Linked DNA regions of Mus musculus: regions 1 and 2 are each linked to region 3. A link is a contact called in public Hi-C data. All regions are on one chromosome and are shown on one strand. Each heading gives the region's core, a stretch centred on a gene start, on an enhancer-like site or on the middle of the called end of the contact. The rest is flanking DNA. Distances are from core to core; before and after follow the strand shown. Region 1 overlaps Mas1 (MAS1 oncogene). Region 2 overlaps Airn (antisense Igf2r RNA). Region 3 holds the start of Airn (antisense Igf2r RNA).

The links. Hi-C and Micro-C count contacts between places; a contact is called where the count stands out from the background.
Region 1: a Hi-C map of cortical neurons shows a contact between it and region 3, with 1.5 times the contacts expected there. The contact joins the enhancer-like site here to the promoter of Airn in region 3. A contact is called at or near these places in 3 of 484 Hi-C or Micro-C datasets (cortical neurons and muscle stem cells) and 3 of 9 other capture datasets (adipose tissue, liver and pancreatic islet).
Region 2: a contact with region 3 is called in a Hi-C map of Th1 cells, with 2.9 times the contacts expected there. The contact joins the enhancer-like site here to the promoter of Airn in region 3. A contact is called at or near these places in 3 of 39 promoter capture datasets (the 3T3-L1 cell line, frontonasal cranial neural crest and maxillary cranial neural crest), 2 of 15 datasets of contacts at CTCF or cohesin (CD8 T cells and the NIH/3T3 cell line), 38 of 484 Hi-C or Micro-C datasets (the C2C12 cell line, CD4 T cells, CD8 T cells and 23 more), 16 of 115 datasets of contacts at active chromatin or transcription factors (CD8 T cells, T-cell acute lymphoblastic leukemia, a beta-TC-6 cell line and 12 more) and 3 of 9 other capture datasets (adipose tissue, liver and pancreatic islet).

What each region holds. Positions count from the first base shown.
Region 1 is chr17:12,841,605-12,846,674 of GRCm38.p6, reverse strand. Mas1 (MAS1 oncogene) reads left to right here. Exons shown (of 9, transcript NM_008552.5): 8 at 263-437; 9 at 4,105-5,070. The coding sequence starts at 4,141. The region is part of intron 1 of Airn (antisense Igf2r RNA); the gene reads right to left. Among named protein-coding and RNA genes, the nearest start is that of Mas1, 24 kb to the left of the region's middle. Within about 2 kb of position 1,929, at least 6 of the 459 cell types and tissues checked have an H3K27ac peak or open chromatin away from gene starts, as enhancers often do. A contact at or near this core is called in cortical neurons, where this site is marked.
Region 2 is chr17:12,808,871-12,813,715 of GRCm38.p6, reverse strand. All of the region lies in intron 1 of Airn (antisense Igf2r RNA), which reads right to left. Among named protein-coding and RNA genes, the nearest start is that of Igf2r, 42 kb to the right of the region's middle. Within about 2 kb of position 3,090, at least 125 of the 459 cell types and tissues checked have an H3K27ac peak or open chromatin away from gene starts, as enhancers often do. A contact at or near this core is called in CD8 T cells, the MNK3 cell line, Th1 cells and 14 more, where this site is marked.
Region 3 is chr17:12,738,994-12,743,980 of GRCm38.p6, reverse strand. Airn (antisense Igf2r RNA) reads right to left here and starts at 2,670. Exons shown (of 3, transcript NR_027773.1): 1 at 2,557-2,670. It overlaps Igf2r (insulin-like growth factor 2 receptor), which reads left to right. Exons shown (of 48, transcript NM_010515.2): 3 at 3,575-3,699; 4 at 4,596-4,694.

The sequences.
Region 1 (5,070 bases), core at 680-3,179, 100 kb before region 3:
CTCCACTATGCTGCTGCCCAGGGCCCGGCAGCTGCTGTGAAGCAGTCATGGGTGGTGGAGCCCCTGTGAGGTTGTGCCTTGCAGAGAGGCTCTAGCATAACTCCTTCCGTTTCCTCCCTGTTAGACGAGGGCTACGATGGCTTCCCTCCCAGCCTCTCACATTGGTGAGAGTGTCCATAGTTAGGCAGCAAAGAAGGGGTCTTCGGATGTTAAAGCCTTAATGTCTGCACTCTGATGCTCCAGGAAACTTCATTCTCCCTAGGAGGCGCTTCCATGAGGAACAGGGAGGAGGGAGCGAAACTCTGTGATCCTGCCAGAGCCACTGACTAACTGACTAACGATGCCACCGATGCCACCGAGACTGCCCCAAGCCTCTAGCCCTCTGTCCCCAATTGAGGTTCCCACCGCTGTGTTCCCCACCAAGACCTGCCAGCCAGGTAAACATGCAGTCTGCGACTCCAGTTACTCTATAACGAGATGATTTGCTTGTCTGGACAAAGAGCCTGCTGTCCCAGAGCTGGGTCTACCTGGAGACAGGAAGTGGCCCCAGACCAGTCAGTCATCCCTCCAGGGAGGTGAGGCCTCTCGTCTGGGAGCTCAATGATGGTGTTTGTGGGCTGTTGGGAATGTGTGGCTAGAGTAAATTCTGAGCCGCCACTTTGGCTCTGCTCACATCGTGCTGTGCATGGTCAAATACCCCAGCTGCTCACAGCAGATGTGCAAGACAGCTAGGAGCCTGAGGAGGATAGGGACTGGAGAGATGGGTACAGAGGGCCAGCTGGTTCCCAGGACTCCCAAACTGCTACTGGATAGCTGGAAATTCCTCTTGATTAACATTTGGGAAGTGATTTTTTTTTTAAAGCAATGTGTTCATTTAAGTAAAATTTCACTCTAACAACACGACGGAAGGATTATATTCGTTGTTTTTAGTGATACTTAGTTTTTGTAATTTAACTATTTGCATTCTAACCCCACGATCAAAATTAGCCTGACTGTGCAGTTTGTGAATTTTACCCTAACTCAGAAAACAGTATTCATTCCCTAGGATGCCCTGGGCAGAAGGGAGTGCTGTTTCTCTGGGGGAAAGCAGAGGTCCATCTGCCTCTGCCTCCCAAACACTGGGATTAAATGTGTGTGTACCACCATGCCCAGCTGGCCAAAACCATTCATTTTGTAGTACTGGGATTGAGACAGGATCTTACTACATAGTCCTGGCTAGCTTGGAGCTCACTGTGTAGACCAGGCTGGTCTTGGCTTTGTAATGATCTTCCTGCTTCAGCTTCCTGACTGTAAGGATTACAGACATAAACTATGTCCAGCTAGTAGGGACATTCTGTACCTCCTGGTTTTAATGCTCCTGTCCACAGTGTTCTTTTTTCTTAAAATGCCTCCCCCCACCTTGTACTGGCTAGTTTTGTGTCAACTTAACACAGCTGGAGTTATCACAGAGAAAGGAGCTTCAGTTGGGGAAATGCCTCCATGAGATCCAACTGTAAGGCATTTTCTCAATTAGTGATCAAGGGGGAAAGGCCCCTTGTGGTGCCATCTCTGGGCTGGCAGTCTTGGGTTCTATAAGAGAGCAGGCTGAGTAAGCCAGGGGAAGCAAGCCAGTAAAGAACATCCCTTCATGGCTTCTGCATCAGCTCCTGCTTTCTGACGTGCTTGAGTTTCAGTCCTGACTTCCTTAGTGATGAACAGCAGTATGGAAGTGTAAGCCGAATAAACCCTTTTCTCCCCAACTTGCTTCTTGGTCATGATGTTTGTGCAGGAATAGAAACCCTGACTAAGACACCCCCTTATTCAGCAAATGAACTCCTGCTGACCTTTCAAACCCCAGTGATATAAGGCCTCCCTTAAAACCATGTAAAGCTATACTTTGCTGTGTGCTTGCCTGGTTTTGGCAAGCTCTCCTTCATTCCACTCACAGAACTGAATTAGATTCTGTTCTTTCTCCCCGGCAAAACTACGCCGTGGTTCTTATTTTTAACACTCTGTACAATGACTTAAAATTCAATCTTGAAAGAATGGAGAAAGCCTGTTCCATCACCACAAAGAGAAATCTCTAACTATAGAATTAAATAAGGTGGGTTTGAGTTTTTTAAAAAAGACACGCAATTGGGCCCAAAGTGTTCAAACCGCTTTCTCAACTCTTTCTGTGAATTTAGTTAGAAGCTTTTTTGAGAAAGGGAGAAAAGTTGAACGGGGGGGTTGGGGTGGTGGGGTGGGTGGGACCTGGAACATAAAATGAAAGTGTGGGACACACATTTTCAGAGTAAGGAGGAACAGGCTGTGAATTTAGGGCTCTGGAGTAAGGAGAGGGGAGGCAGGCAGGCACAGTGGTGGGGACCCCTTGCACCCCATGATTACAATCAAATAGGAGAGCCCTCTTGGCAAGAAACCAAGAGCTGATTGCCTTTGAGGCTGGAGGGACTTGAAACTTGAGCCTTGTCTGAGACAGCAGGATGCCCCTGTCACCTTTCCTAAGAACACAGCTTAGGTCTGGTTTTACACATTTCCAGTATTTGGTTTGAGTCTGCTCCTAAGAAGTTAGACTACCCATCTTTGTATGAGACATTTCGTTTTGTGAGCGTTTGAAGCCTGAGGTGTACTACAGGGTAGCCACCAGTCACCCGCTCCACACAGGAAGTGTGGCTCGATGTTAAACGTGTATCATTTCCTACAGGGTGGCCATTGGTCACCTGGTCCTGTTGAGCACAGGAGATATGGCACAGCTGCTAGCGTAGATGCTACATGTGGAAGACACATCCTTTTTTTTCAATTTTAATTTCATATTGGATAAATGATTAAATGCTATTTTGAACTCATCAGGTTAAATAAAATAGAGCATCAGAATAAATTTCTCCGGTTTATTTTTGCTTCTTTAAAAAATTATTTAATATTATTTGGATGACTGTTTTGCCTGCATGTATGTATGTATGTATGTATGCATGCATGCATGTATGTGCACCGCCTGCATGCCTATATCTGCAGAGGTCAGAAGATGGCACCAGATTCCCCCATTGGGATGCTTGTAAACCACTGGGTAAGTGCTGGGAATTGAACCTGGGTCTTCTGTAAGAGCAATACATTTTTAGCCACTGAGCCATCTCTCTAGCCCCTATTTATTAATTCTATTTTGTATGTGTGAGTGATTTGTTCCCATTTTTGCCTGTATGTATGTTTGTGCACCATATGCCAGGTGTCCTTGAAGGTCAGAATAGGGTGTTGGATCCCTTGAGATTGGAGTTACAGGCTGTTTAGGAGCACCCATGTGGGTGCTGGGTGTAGAACCTGGGTCCTCTGTAAGAGCAGGATGTCTCTTGCCACTGAGCCATCTCTCCAGGATCTAAACTTTCTACCCACAATGTCAAGGTTATGATTTGTAGCTCTCTCTTTTTTATTTTATTTTATTTTATTTTATTTTATTTTATTTTATTTTATTATTTCTCTCTGTGTGCATTCATAGGCATGCAGGTACATATGTATGTAGATGGGTATATTTATTTATGGAGGCCTGAAGTTGGTCTTGAGAGCTGTTCCTCGGCTGCTTTGCACTTTTTTTAAAAAATAGGATCAATTACTGGCCTGGAACTTTCCACGTAGTCTAGGCTGACTGGCCAGAAAGCTCAAAGGATTTCTCTATCTCTTCCCAGTGCTGAGATTACAAATGTGTGTCATCACACCTAGCTCTTAAAAATACATGTTTTTATGTGTATAATTTTTTATCTGCATGTGTGTGTATAGACCACATGTATACAGTACCCACAGAAGCCAGAAGAGGACGCTGTATGTACCAGAACTGGAATTACAGATTATGAGCCTCTACATGGGTTCTGGGAACTGAACCCAGGTCCTCTGCAAGAGAAGCGAGTGCTCTTAATCACTGAATCATCACTCCAGGCCCCACACCTAGGTGGTTTTTGTTGTTGTTGTTATTGTTGTTTATTTGTTTGCTTTTAAAATGTGGGTTTAGGGGATCCAACTCATTTTCTTGTGCTTGCAAAGATCACACTTTCCTAACTGAGCCACCCTCACCCCTCAGCTGTCTCTTTCATTTCAATTCTTGAAACTTTCATACATCTTGTTTGTTTGATTTATCTACAGAAAATGACCTGAAGTGACCCAGGGCAAGAACTCCTCATGGACCAGTCAAATATGACATCCCTTGCTGAAGAGAAAGCCATGAATACCTCCAGCAGAAATGCCTCCCTGGGGAGCTCACACCCACCCATTCCCATAGTGCACTGGGTCATCATGAGCATCTCCCCTCTGGGCTTTGTGGAGAATGGGATCCTCCTCTGGTTCCTCTGCTTCCGGATGAGGAGAAATCCCTTCACGGTCTACATTACCCACTTGTCCATTGCTGATATCTCTCTTCTGTTCTGTATTTTTATCCTGTCCATTGACTATGCTTTAGACTATGAACTCTCTTCTGGCCATCACTACACAATCGTGACATTATCGGTGACTTTTCTATTTGGCTACAACACGGGCCTCTATCTGCTGACAGCCATCAGTGTGGAGAGGTGCCTATCGGTCCTCTACCCCATATGGTACAGATGCCACCGCCCCAAGCACCAGTCAGCATTCGTCTGTGCCCTTCTGTGGGCACTTTCGTGCTTGGTGACCACCATGGAGTATGTCATGTGTATTGACAGCGGAGAAGAGAGTCATTCTCGGAGTGACTGCCGGGCGGTCATCATCTTCATAGCCATCCTCAGCTTCTTGGTCTTCACTCCGCTCATGTTAGTGTCCAGCACCATCTTGGTGGTGAAGATACGGAAGAACACGTGGGCCTCCCATTCTTCGAAGCTGTACATTGTCATCATGGTCACCATTATCATATTCCTCATCTTTGCCATGCCCATGCGGGTCCTCTACTTGCTGTACTACGAGTACTGGTCAGCCTTTGGGAACCTGCATAACATCTCCTTGCTTTTCTCCACCATCAACAGCAGCGCCAACCCTTTCATCTACTTTTTTGTGGGCAGCAGTAAGAAGAAGCGCTTCAGGGAGTCCTTAAAAGTCGTCCTGACCAGGGCTTTCAAAGATGAAATGCAACCCAGGCGC
Region 2 (4,845 bases), core at 1,841-4,340, 69 kb before region 3:
CTGTTAGCAGTGAGTCAAGTTCAAAGGACTTGTATTGCTTGTTGCAGAGGGATTTTAATCCAGCAACATGGCTACTCTGGCTGGAATACAGACACACCATTAGTACACACCTTTAATCCCAAACAATGAAGGTGAAGTTAGTTTGTAGAAGGAAGCAGCCATGTTTGAAAGTGATGTCTAATTCAGTAGCAAACAAAGTGATGAATCAGAGAAAGATTTGACACAATAGGATCTGCCCAATCCTCATGAGAACAGAGAGGAAAGTGACATGACTTAAGAGAGAGCAGCACAGAGAGAGAAGACAGTGTTACTGGGACAGCTGTACAGAGACAGGCTGCAGAGAGAAACTAAGCTAGACATAAGTGAATACAGAATGAGCCAGAGAATGAGAAGGAGCCAGAAGATTAGAACAGATTGCCAAAAGTAGTATGAGGCCAAGCAGAGCAATTCAGTCAGAAGCTGAAAGAAGCCAGTTTGAACCAGTCAGCATGAAGAGGAGTTTTGAACCAGAACTGTGGAGTTGACCAGCCAGCCAGAGTTCAAAAGCACTAGAAAGGGTAAGCAAATTCAGCAGTAAGTCTCAGGCTAAAAACATTCGAGGTTAGATAAGACTGTATAGAGGGGAGAAGCTTCAGGGCTAGGCCTCGGTTAGCAGACTGAGCCTCCTAGATGACAATTACATCAGGCAAATAAAAATAAAATTTACAGTTTGTAGCCCCCCTCCTTTTGGTATGGTTGATAATTTGGGGTTGAATTCTAAATACTGAATATCATAAATTGTCAGGACTCCTTTGTTCATATAATGAAGGTTGTGGACTCCTTAGAAATCCATAAAAAAAACCCTACTCCTGGAATTACAGAGACTAATTATACAGCAATACAATTCTGTTCACAGATCCTTGGGGGAGCCCATGAATCTCCAGGCTCTGTAGAAGTCTTGGGTAGAGAGAGGTTTCTTGCAAACTCCGGTGGTGTGCATAGCATCTGGGAATGAGCTACAGCTCAGAAGTCTTTGTCCATCTCTGGTTGGCCCTAGCTTGCTTGGGTGCATCCTTCCAGGAGGCCCTTTGATGCTAGATATCTTTGAACCACAAGTAAATCCCAACCACCCAGAGTATGGGGGCAGATTGCATTTGGCAAAAGCAAACACACTCCACAGATGATAGCCTCAGACAGACGGCGGCTATCAAGACATTTAATCAGAGGGCTCTGGCATTTCAGAATTTGAGGGTTTGGAGTTTTGTTGGCTTTGGGGAATAGGCAGAACTTAATAAGCCAATAAATTATTCTTCAGCTCTCTGGTGCAAGCTGTAAATAGCCTTTGACAGGTTCTGCCTGTCATCTTATGAAGAGCATTAACCCTCTCTCTAACATCTTTTTCTGAAGGAAAAGCATTTCCAAATATACATATTAATTACAAAATAATAAGACAAATGAAAGATTACAAAGGCAGTTGCATTTTTTCTTTTTCCGGAATCAAAAAGAATTGTTTAAAATATTTTTAAAGTACATTTTTTTAAACTTTTTATTAATTTACATTGTGTTTTGGCAACAGGCAAATTCGGCTTCTTACCAAATAGTGACTGGAGGGGGAATGTCACTGTTTAAATTTAGAGATCTTAATCATTTAGTTGGGAAGCAATTTTGCCTCTCTCTCTCTCTCTCTTTGAAAGCATTGCTGAAACCAGAGCATTATAGTCTTGCTTAAAAGGAAACAATAATAAATATAATCGAGGGTTTTCCATAACACGTAATTGCAATCACGGGGCCTGCTGGAGAAAAAAATATATCCTCCACATGATGTAGTCAGTCTAATATTATTTACCATACCTATTTAAATTAGCTCAAACCTTCATCAAGCATGTTCTATATGCCATGCACTGTGCTAAACACGAATACTGCAATATTGGCTAAGAGTCTAATTTTTATAGCAGGCTTATATGCTTTGTGCTAAGCACACCAACAAGCCAGGGCCCTGAGGCCCAACAAAACAAAACACAACTTGAACATATTTATTTTCGAGTTTAAAAATCCTATGTGTTTGTGCATGTGTGGGCATGTGTATGTGTTTGTGCATGTGTGGGCACGTGTATGTGTTTGTGTGTGTATGGGTGCTTGAGGTATGGGTGTCAGATCACCTGGAACTGGAATTATAGGTGGTTCTGATCTGCCCTGCTTCAATGCCGAGACCAGAGCGTGGCCCTCTGACAGCAGTACAAGCTCTTAACTGCTGAGTCGCCTTTCTAGCTCCCTAGCCCAAATCTTTTTAAAGATGTGGTTATTGTCAATGGGAGTGCAGTGAATTTTGCATTCAGAAGAATGCAGACATTGTTTTTACCTCCACTCTTCCCCCTTTCACCCATAGTTGACCCACAATACCCTGGACATGGATAGAAATCCAAGGGGCTTGGGAATGGACTTGGTGCAGAAGTCAAGGTGATATGAGGCATTTTCCCAAGCACATGGCTGGAACAAGAAGGGTGAAAAGCAGTCTTCTGGTTTTGGACTATCCTGGGTGGTGGTTCAAGATTTGGTGGCTGAAGAAGTGCTTGGTGACAGGAGCCTGGTATAGCTGTCCCCTGAGAGGCTTTGCCAGTGCCTGACCAATACAGATGGGGATGCTCGAAGCCAGCCATAAGACTGAGCATGGGTTGTGGGGGCAATGGATGAGTTAGGGGAAGTGACTTTAAGGAGCTTAAGGAGATTGCAACCTCATAGAAAGAACAACAATATCAACAAACCAGACCCCGCCCCCCACCCCCACCCCCCAAGATCTCTCAGGGACTAAACCACCAACCAAAGAGTACACTCCAGCTTCATATGTAGTAGAGGCATCAATGGGAGGGGAGGCCCTTGGTCCTATGGAGGTTTGGTGACCCAGTGTAGGGGGATGCTAGGGCGGTGAGGCAGAATTGGGTGGTTGAGTTGGAAAGGGGGATGGAATGGGGGCTTGTGGAGGGGAAACTGGGAAGAGGAAGAACATTTGAAATGTAAATAACCAATTAAAAAAATTTTCGTGGCTGATGCAGGGAGAGGTTATACCACAAGGGGGCACTATTGCTGCATACGTTTCAAGGCGGTGCTGTGGCAGGGCTGGCTAAAGATCTGCTCCTAACAAAGGACGTCCAGAGACTGTAATCAGGAAGGCTACCCGGAGAGGACAAGCCAACTCCTCCACAGAAGGAGAATAGGAGACTAAGTTTGTCGTGGGAAGGCTCTAGACTAGAGCATTTCAAAGGATCAGGGCACGTGGGAACCTGTGGAGACTGACTTGACAAATCCACTGGACTGACTTAGGCAGCTCAAGCATTTAGCTAAAAATTAATCTGTACCGTTTGAGGAGATTGCTGGGTGAAATCACGAGTCTGCAGGCTGAGCTGGGCAATATGTTATCTCTGAAGTAGTCAGGCCCCATTCAGTCTGCTGCAGGCCCCAATAAGAAAGACTTAAAGAGAGAACTTGGGGACTGCCTGACTCTTTGAGCTGGGACAGTGGCCTTCTGCTGCAGGGCTCTGCCGGTCTCCAGCGTCCTGTGCGCCAAGTGCACATCTTGGGAATTCTCAGCCTCCATAACTATGCCATGCAGTTAATATGCATGCATGTATATATGATTGTATCTATTATATACACATACTATGTGCTTTATTAGTGTATATACACTATATTAGTACACACATATGTCTGTATGTCTATAATATGTACACATGTTTATATATTCTTTTGGATTTATTTCTCTGGAGAAGCCAGACTATACAGCTTTTACAGAACAGCGTTTGTCTTATATACATAGGGTTAGGAGATGTTTGGCATAGTTTGTGAGCTTTGTAAAGTAGGCCGGCTCTAAATGGCTAAAACCATATTTGGCCTGGCAGACAGGCATAAACAACAGGGGAGATGTGGAGGACCATCACACAGGGCTCATTACAAAACAACCGTAAAGGGAAAGAGGAGGACCCTAAATTAGGAAAAGTCTCAACACTAACAGTTATCAATGCAATGAGCCGAGGGCCTTACATTCCAGATGAACTCCCTGTCACCCTTGCTTGTCCAGGTACAACAAGGGCTCAGCTAGCAATAGCAATAGGAACGAATAGAGTCACCGTGAAAAGCATCCTGGAAGGTCCCCCAAAAGTTAAATCTAGGGTACCATGGGATCCAGTCATTTTTCTAGTCCCATTCCCTAACAGACCAACAGACTCAAAGAGACCCTCATGTGTCCACGTTGTGAGCTAGCATCCTCATTTCTAGAACAGGTGCCTGTCAGAGAGGGACAGATGAGCAAGACATGGTCCATATGTGTATCAGGGAATGCAAGCCGCAACTTCTAATATACATACAGAGTCAGCCTTTGAGGAGACAAGAGTCCTGATCCATGCTTGGCCAGCAATGACCTCTGAAGCAATCCTGGATGGAATGAGGGGATTGTAAAAGGACAAACATCATATGATTCTATTTACCTGAATTCCCCTAGTAGCTAGACTCATGAGTCAGAGGGTGGAACAGTGGCGGCAAACCTGGAATCCCAGCACGGGGAAGGTGCTGAGCATTTCTGCTCTATGAATTTTAAGTCTTGCTATTGTGGGATGCTATGAGATGTTTGGGAGGACAATCCTGCCTGCTGCCTCTGGACTTCACATGGGCTGCTGAGCCTATGATCCTGACTGTGACCATCTCCCCCAGGCCTCCCCAGGCCAGGCTTCTTCATGATGGTGGCTGCGTTCCCTCTACAGTAGCAGCCAGTGCCAGTTGCCAGTGGCACCTCATGGATTCATGTTTCTGCTCTGTTTCCTTAGCCTACACTGCGAACATAGACAAGCAGAGACTACCCAAGTCACTTGGAAGGTC
Region 3 (4,987 bases), core at 1,421-3,920:
CTGTATATTGTGAGCTTAAAAGGTGGGGCTTAGAGGTATGGAATGAAATTGGGGGAACCTTCTTGAGCCTGGAAAGATAGACAGGGTTTTAACATTTCATTTTGTGGTGGTAGGGGCCTGCCATTTATGTTTTAGAGAGGAGTGGGATGGGTCTGAGACACACCCTATTTGGATCTCAGGGAGAGGTGAGTAGGGTAGGATGGTGTCTTACTCCAGGTTTCTCTTGCTGTGATGAACCACCGTGACCAAAAAGCAAGTTGGGGAGAAAAGGGCTTATTTGGCTTATTTCCACATCATAGTTAAGCAGGCTAGGAACCTGGAGGCAGGAGCTGATGCAGAGGCCGGTGGTGGTAGGGATGCTGCTTACTGGCTTGCTACCCATGGCTTGCTCAGCTTCCTTTCTTATAGAACCCAGGACCACCAACCAACCCAGAGATGGCACCACCCACAATTGGCTGGGCCCTTCCTTATTGGTTACTAATTGAGAAAATGCGGCCTTACAGCTGGATTTCATGGAGGCGTTTTCCTCAATTGAGTCTCCTCCTTCTCTAGTGACTCTAGCTTGTGTCAAGGTGATCCCAAGATGTACCAGCCAGTACAACAGAGGAGGTGGGAACAATGGCCTGATTAATTTTTTTCAGGGTTTTGGACCGAGTGATAAGAACTACTAAGGCTTTTTAGTAACTGAGAATAGGAGTGTTGTGATGAGAACTGGTGGGTTGTTAAAAGAGCTGTTTGTAGTAGCCACTTAGCAATAGCCTAAAGACCGTAGTGGGTGGGGTACCACGTGGGTGGTAGGCATGAGGATAATAATTGGTCCTGGTGACAAAGTCAGAAGGGTCTCTCCAGGTTCTGAAAATGGGACCAGACTAGAGGGAATAGGTGGGCCCAGATATAGAATGTCACTGAGAGGTCGAGGGTACGGATATGACCGGACAGATGGCCCATCTTCCATTAGCCCCATTGTCTGCAGCTCAGACAAGCCTTGGGTTAAAGGCACTCCTTAGCACAATGGCCAACTTGATTGCATCGAATACAATGTACAGTCCCTTGCCCAGATTTGCGCTGAACCCTAGCACAACTAGGCAACATAACATGAAACCTGAATCCACTCGAAATGCGCTCTGAGGGTCCAACCCTTTGAACTCTCCCTTTGTATAGAATATGGCACCTTCATGTGCCCCTGAGCACAGCCTGGATAGTGCAGAGCCCTCTGAATCCTCCTGTCCGCTAGTGGGGCACCTTCATTTGCATGGCCAATGAGGAACCCTAATCTTGCGCAGGAGTGTGGCACCCTCATGCATAGCCAGGATAGCGCCAAACCCTGCCCTTCCCTCCGTCTCCTGCAACGCGGCACTTTTGAGCTTGCCTCTCTTGCAACGTGGCACTTTTGAGTTCATCTCTCCTGTAACATGGCACTTTTGAGCGTTGGCCCTGATCACAGAACCCTTCGAATCCTCCCCTTGTGCAGTTTGCACCCTCAGGATACCTCGGAATCCTCCGAGCCGTCTCTTCCCCTCCCCTCGCGCAACTTGGCATAACCAGAATCACAGCCCAACCGGAATCGCATTAAAACCCTCCGAACCTTTGGGCAGCGCGGCACCGGGGCTCACGCAGTGCCGCGGAACCCTCGGAACCCTGCCCTTGTGCAGCTTCGCACCCTCAGGATAGCTCGGAACCCTCTGAGCTTTCCCTTCCCTTTCCCTCACCGCAACTCAGCACAACCAAGGATCACGGCACAACCGGAATTGCTCCGAACCCTCGGGCAGCACTGCGGCGCAGTGCCGCGGAACCCTCTAAACCCTCCGAATCCCCTCCTTGTGCAGCTTTTCACCCTTAGCCTCTCTCGCAACTCGGCACAACCAGAATCGCAGCACAATTGGAGTTGTGCTAAAATCCTCTGAACGGGGGGGGGGGGGGGGGGCAGCGCACACGCCAGCACCCTGGCTCGCGCAGTGCCGCGGAACCCACCGAACCTTCCCCCTGCCCCGCAAACCGCGGATCAGGTCGTGTAGAAATCCTCCGATCTCCACCCCCCCCCCCAACTCTCCAGCAGCGTGGTGCCCTAGCGCGAACCCCTGCTCCCCTTGCGCAGCGTGGCACCCTCGTGCTCTAGATCGCCCGTAAACCCCCCCCCCCCCCAGTGCAGCAGTCGGCCCGCGCTGGACGCCCCCCTCCCTTCTCCTCTTGCTGACGCGGCATGGCGGCAGCGCGGCTTTCGGCTTTCTACCGGCCCTATCGGCCCTCGTGTAGTTCAGAACACTGGTGAGCAGTGGGGCACCCTAGTGCTGAGTTTTCTTGTAGCCCAGAAATCTTCACCCTAGCGCTGAATCTCGCGTAGGGGAACCTTTGAGCGGCCTGGAACTCTTGGTCGGAGCCCTCGAGCTGCCGGATCAGTGGAACCCTCACCTCGCGTAGAGCCCTTCCCTCCTGTGGAACCCTTCCTTTGCGGAATCCTCTAACGCGTGGAATCCTCCCCTTGCAACGGAATCCTACCCTCATCTGCAGAATCCTCCCCTCGCATTGCCGCGCTTCACGCGGGGAACCCTAGCTTACCTCAGTTCCCCAGGATGTCTGCGTGGTAACTGGCGGTGCTGTGCTTCTTGCTGCCCGCTAGAGCAAGGAGGGATAGATATAATGTTGAAGCCTCGGCAGGGGGTGGAGATTATTAAGTTCCGCCCCAACTGTGTCACTTAATCCCCCCTGCTCAGCCCAACCTCACCAGGCTTTGGCTCCTCCTCTTGCTCCAGCCTGGAGCCTGTGTTTTAGATGGCCTTACAGTCCTGGAAGTGTTTCTATAAATTGCCTGCTGAGCAGGTCAGAAAGATTTAGAGGAACACCAGAGAGACCAGATATTTCAAGCAGACTTGAATAACAGATATTACGGTTATGTTTCTTCTTCTTCTTTTTAAAAGCTGTTGTCTAATTGAGTAGTCCTTGCTTGTCTTGAACCCCGAGAGAGATACACTTCTCTTAGTCTTTCCATTGCTTGGATGCAGAGTATGCAGTGCCACTCCTGTGAAGGTTTTCCTGACCACCAAGCCACCAAAAGCATAGTTTTACAGGACATAAACAGGCAGTTCTCTTCCACACAACTCAGTTGCCAGTATTGGTTCAAAATTTGAGACTTACAGTTTATTTTAGGCACATTTAAGCAAAGCACAATTAAAAAAAAGTTCTCTGGTTTTAATTAACTCCATCCCATGTGTTCAATAAATCTTTACTTATGACTACATTGATTCTTTTGTGAGGTTCAAGTGAGTCTTCTGTATAGATAGATTCTATAGATTAAGGAAGTAGGCTCATGGGAGGAGTCTGGGGGAAGCAGGCTCATGGGAGGGGTCTGGGGCAGCTGCTGTGGCCTGGCCTTACAGAAATAGCACAGAGGTCACCAGGCTATTAACCACCCCTGCCCCCAGCCTCCTGGGCTGGAAACAGGTTATCTACTCTCCCTTTGAAGAGACAACCCTGCGTGTTTAACATTCCTGGCTTGCCTAGTGCTTATCTGTGAGAAAAGAGCCTACGTGCTTTTATGTTTGTTCATTGTGTGTTCATTCTTATCCTCTCCAAACAGGTGACTCACTTTTGAGAAGTTCAGCCAGATCACTCCTGGAATTCAACACCACTATGGGCTGCCAGCCTTCAGATTCACAGCACAGAATCCAGACTAGCATTACATTTCTGTGTGGGAAGACCCTGGTGAGTGGGGCCCTCTTCAAGCTCTTTGTTAAGAACATTTTCCCCTTCTGGTGTTCTTGTTACAGGAATTCTGATCCTGGAGGACTAAATGGTCAATTTCCCCCTCCCCCCAATTTATATTCACATCACGTCACTACCACCCAGAACCACCAACTAAATGTGTCTTAAAGATGGTGAGAATTGGAGTGAAACTTGAGTTAGGATGAATGTTAATTTTAGACCAACCTATAACCACACTATTGTGCAAATTGAGATCTTAAAGTCTGTTTGTGGCAGCATGAACCATGGAGGTCATGTTGCAGAGCAAGCTAGCTGCTGATTTACTTCTGTTGATTGTTCTTAAGAGCTTGGTGTTTACTGTAGGAGAAACAGGACTTGGAGGTGAACACCTTGGTCTTTCTCATGGGCTGGGGAAGGTAGAAGTTAACTGTTGCTCTGCAGGGGTTAACTAGAGTTAACTGGTCTGGTTGCCAGAAGGGGCTGTCTGGGGTGGGATCTGGTGCCTCTGCCCAGGCTCTGCTGCTCGTGGGCTCCTCGGGGACCTCCTTACAGGATGGATGAAGTCATACTTTCTGGCCCTGATTTTGCTGTTTTTTGGTTCAGAGACCATTTGGCTCTTGAGAAGAAGGCGAAGGATAATTTCCCATGAGTTTACTCTGCTTGTGGAATTGGGGCAGCTGGGCAGTCAGTTAGACAGGATGTCTGGAGACTCTCATCTCCCAACTTACTTTTCTGTTTGGGCGGATATTCTTGGTGAACTTGTTGAAGTAAGGCAGTTATGTTTCCTCTTGTTGCACCCTTATTTTCAGGAGATTTTACAATGTTTCAGGTTTAAAAACAAACTTGTATTACTGAGTGGTGTGTTAACATTCTTTTTTTTTTTTTTTTTTTAATAGGGAACTCCTGAATTTGTAACTGCCACAGACTGTGTGCATTACTTTGAATGGAGGACTACTGCAGCCTGCAAGAAAGACATATTTAAAGCTGATAAGGAGGTAATGGGGTTTGAGACTATTTGGTCATGAAATCTACTCTGGAGAGCTTGAAAGTCAGGGTGTGGATTCTGCTGGGGAGGAGGTGAGAGAGGGAAACCATAATCAGAATGTGTCCTGAAAATAAAAATCTATTTTTCAATAAAAGAAAAAAAGATAGAAAATTAAAACAACCTCTTACAAAGAAGGTTGTGACTTTGCGATGGAAAGATTTAAATGACTTATTACAGTCTCTTGAGGTGAGAGTTTGTTTCTGTGGATGTGAGGTTCCATTTGCACAGAGGTACCACGAGATT